2 separate regions of the Mus musculus genome follow, and region 1 is linked to region 2. The links are chromatin contacts, called in public Hi-C maps. All regions are on one chromosome and are shown on one strand. Each heading gives the region's core, a stretch centred on a gene start, on an enhancer-like site or on the middle of the called end of the contact. The rest is flanking DNA. Distances are from core to core; before and after follow the strand shown. Region 1 overlaps Commd1 (COMM domain containing 1). Region 2 has its middle 79 kb from the start of B3gnt2.

What was found. Hi-C and Micro-C count contacts between places; a contact is called where the count stands out from the background.
Region 1: a Hi-C map of bone marrow-derived macrophages shows a contact between it and region 2, with 7 times the contacts expected there. The contact joins two enhancer-like sites. A contact is called at or near these places in 2 of 39 promoter capture datasets (both in embryonic stem cells), 8 of 15 datasets of contacts at CTCF or cohesin (CD8 T cells, the G1E-ER4 cell line, embryonic stem cells and 3 more), 104 of 484 Hi-C or Micro-C datasets (the AML12 cell line, B cells, the C2C12 cell line and 37 more), 18 of 115 datasets of contacts at active chromatin or transcription factors (CD8 T cells, cardiomyocytes, embryonic stem cells and 4 more) and 4 of 9 other capture datasets (adipose tissue, embryonic stem cells, liver and 1 more).

Annotation. Positions count from the first base shown.
Region 1 is chr11:22,951,577-22,954,890 of GRCm38.p6, reverse strand. The region is part of intron 2 of Commd1 (COMM domain containing 1); the gene reads left to right. Among named protein-coding and RNA genes, the nearest start is that of Zrsr1, 19 kb to the left of the region's middle. Within about 2 kb of position 2,025, at least 11 of the 459 cell types and tissues checked have an H3K27ac peak or open chromatin away from gene starts, as enhancers often do. A contact at or near this core is called in B cells and bone marrow-derived macrophages, where this site is marked.
Region 2 is chr11:22,779,218-22,782,696 of GRCm38.p6, reverse strand. No RefSeq gene overlaps it. Among named protein-coding and RNA genes, the nearest start is that of B3gnt2, 79 kb to the left of the region's middle. Within about 2 kb of position 1,781, at least 87 of the 459 cell types and tissues checked have an H3K27ac peak or open chromatin away from gene starts, as enhancers often do. A contact at or near this core is called in B cells and bone marrow-derived macrophages, where this site is marked.

The sequences.
Region 1 (3,314 bases), core at 776-3,275, 170 kb before region 2:
ATGATGGCGCATGCCTTTAATCCCAGCACTTGGGAGGCAGAGGCAGGCGAATTTCTGAGTTTGAGGCCAGCCTGGTCTACAAAGTGAGTTCCAGGACAGCCAGGGCTATACAGAGAAACCCTGTTTAAAAAAAAAAAAAAGAAAAGAAAAGAAAAGAACTTTCTCAAGCACAGCGCTTTTCTTGTTTCTGTGTAACCAGTTCCCTATATAGCAACAGATGACCCTTTTGTTCTTGTTGGGGACTGTGTAAAAGAAAGCATTGGCTGGAGGAGCCCTCTGCTTTGTGTTTGGTTGTCACCCTTCCCCACAGTGTGGCACTGGGCACACTTCTCAACAAAAGTCTCCTTGCCTTTCTCAGCAGCATCCATTTGTTTTGTTTTTGCTTTTGGTTTCCAAGACAGGGTTTCTGTGTAGCCCTGGCTGTCCTAAAACTTACTCTGTAGACCTCAGACTGAGAGATCTGCCTGTCTCTGCCTCCTGAGTGCTGGGATTTAAAGGTGTGAGCCACCACCACCTGGCTATTTTGTTGATTTTTATAATGTTTGCTGTTTTCCTCATATTTGCTTGCTTTCTGCTTCAGTATAGTTCCTTGTTCCCTGTGTCTCATGAATGTTATTTTTTCTTCTTCTTCTTTGATGTGTAGCATTCCTTCCAGTAGCTTCTGTACTGCTGGATTAGTGGTAATACATTCCTTTAGCTTGTGTTTATCATGGAAACTTTTTCCCCCTCTCCAATTGTGAAGAATAGTTCTGCTGGACATAGTAATTTCGGTTGGCCATTGGTTTTCAGCAATTGAAATGGACCACTCCTTTCTCCTGGCCTTTAGATTTTTTAGTGAGGAAATCTGCTGTTATTCTGATGGATTTGCCTTTCTATGTGATTTGATATTTTCCCTTATGATTCTCAATACTTTTTTTCATAAATATGATACTGAACTGTAGCACACATGGTATTTTCTGTTTGGCTTGGTTTCTGAATACTTCCTGTGTCTGGGTAGCCATCTCTTCCCCATATTTGGGAAATGTCTCCTGTAATTTTATCAAATATATTTTCTGTACCTCTAAGTTAAATAACTTCTCCCTCTCTTCTGTCTTTGTCATTTCTGCTTCTGTGATGTCAGGAACTGAACCCAGGACATACACACTGGGAAAGCTCTCAGCCACTCAGCCATGCACTGGCCTTCCCTTCTTTTGTCCTTTGTGTTTTTGAGATAGAATTTCAGAAAGCTACCTAGGCTTGCTTTAACCTTCTGTAAGCTCAGATAGGCCTTGAACTGATGGTCCCCTCCCTCTGCTTCCCAAGCAGCTGGTGTTATAGGCTAATTCGATATGCCAATATGATGTACAGTATAAGCCAATTAAAAACAGTCACCTCTTCAGTTAGAATAACTTTTGAAGGAGCAAAATGTAGTATGGTGTGTACATGTAGTTTCTTTTTTGGGAACAGGTGTGAGACCTGTCTCTGTGCAGTCCTCAGGCCCAATGATACTCCCTGTGAATTTCCAGAGTGACCTGAAAATATATTTGATAAAATTACAGAAGAGAGGGATGCTTGCCTCTGGTTTCACTGCTGCTGACTTAGCAGGGATCTTTTAGGTCTCTTAGGCTTCTTAGGGCTGGAGAGAAAGATCAGTGGTTAAGGGCACTGCCTGCTCTTCCAGAGGACCCAGGTTTGATTTCCAGTCCCTAGATGGTGGCTCACAACTGTTGGTAACTCCAGTTCTAGGTGATTCAATACCCTCTTCTTGCCTTGGAGAGCACCAGGCACACGTGGTACACAGATGTATATGAAGGCAGAATACCCATACACATAAAATACAAATGAAAAATAGTGGCATTTCAGCTGTACATGCCTATAATTCCATCCTCGGAGAGGCAGAGCCTCAGTTCTCCTGTATTCTCCCACTGGCTTCCTTTCCTGGAGAGTGAGCTTCATCGGAGTGGTTTGCTTTATGCTGTGGGCAGACCAGGCTTCAAGAGTAGGAGCTGACTAGACGTTTGCATCGGATTTTTTTTTTTTTTCTGATAACTTCTGCTTTCTGATCCAGAGCACACACTTACAAAATGGAGTCAGTACAGACAGAATCAGTTCTTGGAGCATTTACCACGCTCATCACTTTGGGTGGTGACTTAGGAAAGGTTCCTGCAGTCGCTGGTTCTTTTTCATCACATCGTACATGTTCTTTCTCCCTTTTCCCACCCTCAGGCAGGTAGGTGGGCAGGAGAGCCAACACAAGCAGAACTGGGGTGCTAGAATCCTCGGTGCCTTTGCATATCAGGCTTTCCCGAGGGGCCCTGAGGCTCACAGCTGCTGGACTCTGCCTCAGACTCTGCTCAAGGCTGCTCTGAGTCTTGAGTAGCAGGAAGGCACCAACCTCAGGAAGGTCTTGGGGACAAAACTTAGAGATTGAGGTACAGCCTTGTGTCACAGTGTGCATGTAGAGATCAGAGGACACATTTCTGAAGTCAGTTCTCTTTTTCTACCACGTGGGTCCTGGGAATCAAACTCAGATCATCAGACTTGGCAGCAAACCCCGCTTACAGGTCTGGGATGAAGTATTTGAACTTAAATCTGTTAGAGGCACTACTTTACTTTTCTTGTATTCTGCTGAAAGTGAAGCTAGACATAAGACCTTTTTCAATTAAACAGAATGCCTACAAGATTGGTAGTGTTATGACTATCCCAATGAATTTTATAACATTATGATTATAACCTACAGTTAAATATACTATACAGTGCACTTTGTTGTGCTTTTGTTGTGTTTCATTTGCAGTACTGGAGTTAAGTCCCAAATCTCCCAAATGCTAGGCAAGTTCACAACTAGTGATTGACAGCCATGGTCCCTGTATTCACAGTTGTGTCCCATGGAAACAGATATTTTGCATTGGTTCAATCAAGAAGAACTTCTGGGGTGCTGGAGAGATGGCTCTGCAGTTAAGAGCACTGACTGCTCTTCCAGAGGTCGAGTTCAGTTCCCAGCAAACACATGATGGCTCACAACCATCTGTAATGGAGTAAGATGCCCTCTTCTGGTGTGTCTGAAGACAGCGACAGTGTACTCATATGCATAAAATAAGTAAATCTTAAAAAAAAAATTAAAAGAAAAAAAAAAAAGAAAATCAGAGCTGAGATGTTTCCCTTTCCTGTGTTGTCTCATTAAGAGAGCTCTCTGAGCTCCTGTGAGCACTGTTGCTATGTAATCAGTACAAATAGACTGTGTGCCACAATAAGGTTCTTCTCCAGCTTGCACATCAGAAGAGTCACAGATTTCATTAGAGATGGTTGAGAGCCACCACGTGGTTGCTGGGGATTGA
Region 2 (3,479 bases), core at 532-3,031:
TTTCTGTCACCACTATCTCTCTACTTACACAACCTGTCAAAGCCACTTCAGATTTTCATTCTTATTCTGTCTTGATTTTCATTCTTATTCTGTCTTGATTTTCACTACTGCCATTAAATTGTGGTGTGCTCTATTCAGATATAACCAATCGATATAGCCCTCAATCTTATCAGAAGTCTGCTAATTATTAATATATGTAAGTTTATAACAGACAGAATCTCCTGGAACCTTTAACTGTTAACTCCCACAAAGTCTCAGAAGATTTGAACCCAGCTTCAAGACAGATATAAATTTCTTAAACCTTAGGATAATGATGTCTTTCTATTTGTCCTATTCTGGCTCTGTAAGTAGTCAACCAACTCCCTGTTCTGTGCTTCTGTCTTTGACCATCTTATTTATTTATTTATTTATTTATTTATACATACATACATACATACATACATATATACATACATACAGTACATTGTCTTCAATTCACACCAGAAAAGGGCATTGGATACCATTACAGATGATTGTGAGCCACCATGTGGTTGCTGGGAATTGAACTCAGGTCCTCTGGAAGAGTAGTCAGTAATCTTAACTGCTGAGCCATCTCTCCAGTTCACCTTTGTTCATCTTAAACAGAGTGTTGCCTGATTCTAGATTCACAAATTAAGGCAAGCCCAACTTAGTGAGACCCAGTCTAAAAAAAACGGACACAATCCCTAGGTGTTCCCAGGTTGAGATTTCTATCTACACTGTAGGGGTGTTTCCTGCTTCATGCCTTGTCTCCAAAGGCTGCTGCTGAGGCTACAGTGACCCTCCTGGGCTCCCTTCCTAGCTCTCTACCATCTATATAGACAATGGTACCTGTTTAGCTGCCAACTTCAAGCCCTCTGCCACCTCCAAAGCCAGGACTATAGAGGCTTGTCATGGTGTGCCCTCTTCCTTCACGAATCCCCTCTTGTCAGGGCTCATACAGGACCTTGTCTCTTCTGGAGCCCAACAGTGTCATGTCGTCTTCACTATATGACTCAGATGTGACAGCCATATCCTTAGCCTTGGGGAATTTATTTTTACCCTATCTATCTATCTATCTATCTATCTATCTATCTATCTATCTATCTATCTATCAACAAGGTTTCTCTGTGTAGTCCTGGCTGGAGCTTACTCTGTAGACCAGGCTGGCCTTAATTTCAGTTCTGCCTCCCAAACCCAGGGATTAAAAGCATGTGTGCACTACCATGCCCTGCCACACCCAGTGGTGAGCTGCTCTTTAACCTTTGCATCTTCCTGGACTTTTCATTCTGTGGCCAGCATTTCCCAACACCCAGAACAGCTGTGAGTGGCTGGACTGGAAAAGATCCTGAGAGAGGTCTCTGCAGCATTCCACAGTCTCATCTCCCCAGGTTCAATGAGACAGTTCAGGCCTTCCTGCCTTTGAGAGCCTCTTGCTGAGTCTGCTCATGGACCTAAGGCTTGGCTACCTGGATTTTCTTTCTTCTCCCTTTCTTCCATGTCTCTCAGCCACATTCTCTAGGGTGGTCCCTATGAACTAAAGGTTTCTTCTGCATTTCTGGGCACTGCAATACAAGATCTTCTAGGAGCCCAGAAGCCCTCAACTCTCTTTGTGTAGCCTGGAGCGGAATGATGGCTCACTTTCAGTAGCCTGAGAGGACAGTAAGGCATTTCCTGTGGTCCCTCCACCACATCCAAAACTGGACCCTGCTCTAGGCTGTAGTCTTGGGTGGGATGGATGTGCCGTACTTGGCCTGCAGTCTGCCTGAGTCATTCTTCCTGGATGGTTCACTCCTGATTTCCAGGGCAGCTATGTGAAACAGATCTTGACCAAGATTGGGAGCAAGCCACACCCTCCATTACCTCCTGTTTTTAAAATCACAGTTTTTCTTTTCAGTTGTACATGGGAAACAACAATAAATAACATAGTCAACTGGAAGGGGAGAGGGAGAGAAGAGGGACTGTTGTGTCATATGGCTCTCTGAGAAATTGCTCCTAAATTATTTATCACACTCACACACACATATATAAACCTATCGTTCTCTCTCTCTCTCTCTCTCTCTCTCTCTCTCTCTCTCTCTCTCTCTCTCTCTCTCTCTGAGACAAGATCTTTGTAGCCCTGACTGTCCTGGAACTCACTATGGAACCAGACTGGCCAGGATTGTACAGAAATCTGTCTGCCTATGACTCTCAAATGCTAGGATTAACGGCACAAGCTACTGGCATACTGCCTGGCATATATGTTTAGTTCCTCTTAGACCACTGCATAGCCTAAGAGCTTCCTGTTAGAAGGAAGCCTACTTTCCTAGAGGCAGGATGGCTTCTTCCTGTTGACTTGTGTCCTACTTCCTGCTCTTAGCCTAAGGACTCAGGGCCACAAAGTGAGAGGCCTTGAATAGTTGTCCCAGCAGCAGCCGTGGAAGTCGCCAAGGAAGCAATTACTCCTGCACTGCCACCAAGTCCATCTCCACTGTTCAGGCAGCAAAGGCATCAAGAGGCGGTGAAGTTTTGTGTTGCAATTTCTAAAAATAAAATTTGCTAATTTTGAAATACATTTGAGATTTCCTTTGGTTTTACAGAATTGCTCACAGGTCCATCTCTTCTGCCTGCTCTCAACGGTCACACTGCTACCCTTCTCATGGTAGGCTAACCCGAGAAAGTTCTGTTAACCCTTCTGCCACCTGCCTCTGACTGTGAGAGGCCACTGCCTTGTCTCAGCTGTCTGGGCCTGTCACAGATACCTCAGGTTGAGTGGCTTCAACACAGGCATTTGTTTCTCATTGTTGATGCTGGATCAAGACAGTACAGTTGGGCTCACTGTTGAAGTTCTTTCACTCAGGGGACAAGCCCACCATGAGGACACCACTGTCACAACCACAGCTACCCAGAGTCATCTCCTCAAATCCTTGGTGTCAAATACAAGGAGTCAGCAGTCCAGCCTGAACGGTCAGGGTGCACAGCAGGGTGGGCTCCCTGCCTTCCTGTGGGTAGCCCCCCAGTTCCCACTCATGCTTGCCAGGGGTAACTGAAACACTGCCAGCTTTCCTCTTATCTTCCAGGACTAGCAGCAAGAAAGTGCCTCCTAAAATTATTACCCTGGATGCTATTGGTTTTTGACAGTGCTTTTTGAAGAAACCCAAGAACAGTGGAGTGTTGTGTTCCTTTGTCTTCAAGGAAGCTACTGCAGAAAAACCCTTCCTGGAGGAGAAAGTTCTAAGATGCTGACATCAAGCTGCCCTCTGTGCTGTTCTGAAGATATCCCAGGCTGCTACATGTCAAAATGCATTAAATGCACAGTGACTGTTTGTCCTTTGTTCCTCCACTTCTGAACAATTATTCATAAGCATGCCCTTTCACTAGAAAAGCACTAAATCAAATTTTGCCATGATGTGTTTGGTTCTAACCAGGACACAAGGTGGTGAGGTGGCTGCAGGTGAGTCTGTGTTTTAGCTCTGGTCTTTTTAAACGCTTGTCTCTGTTGA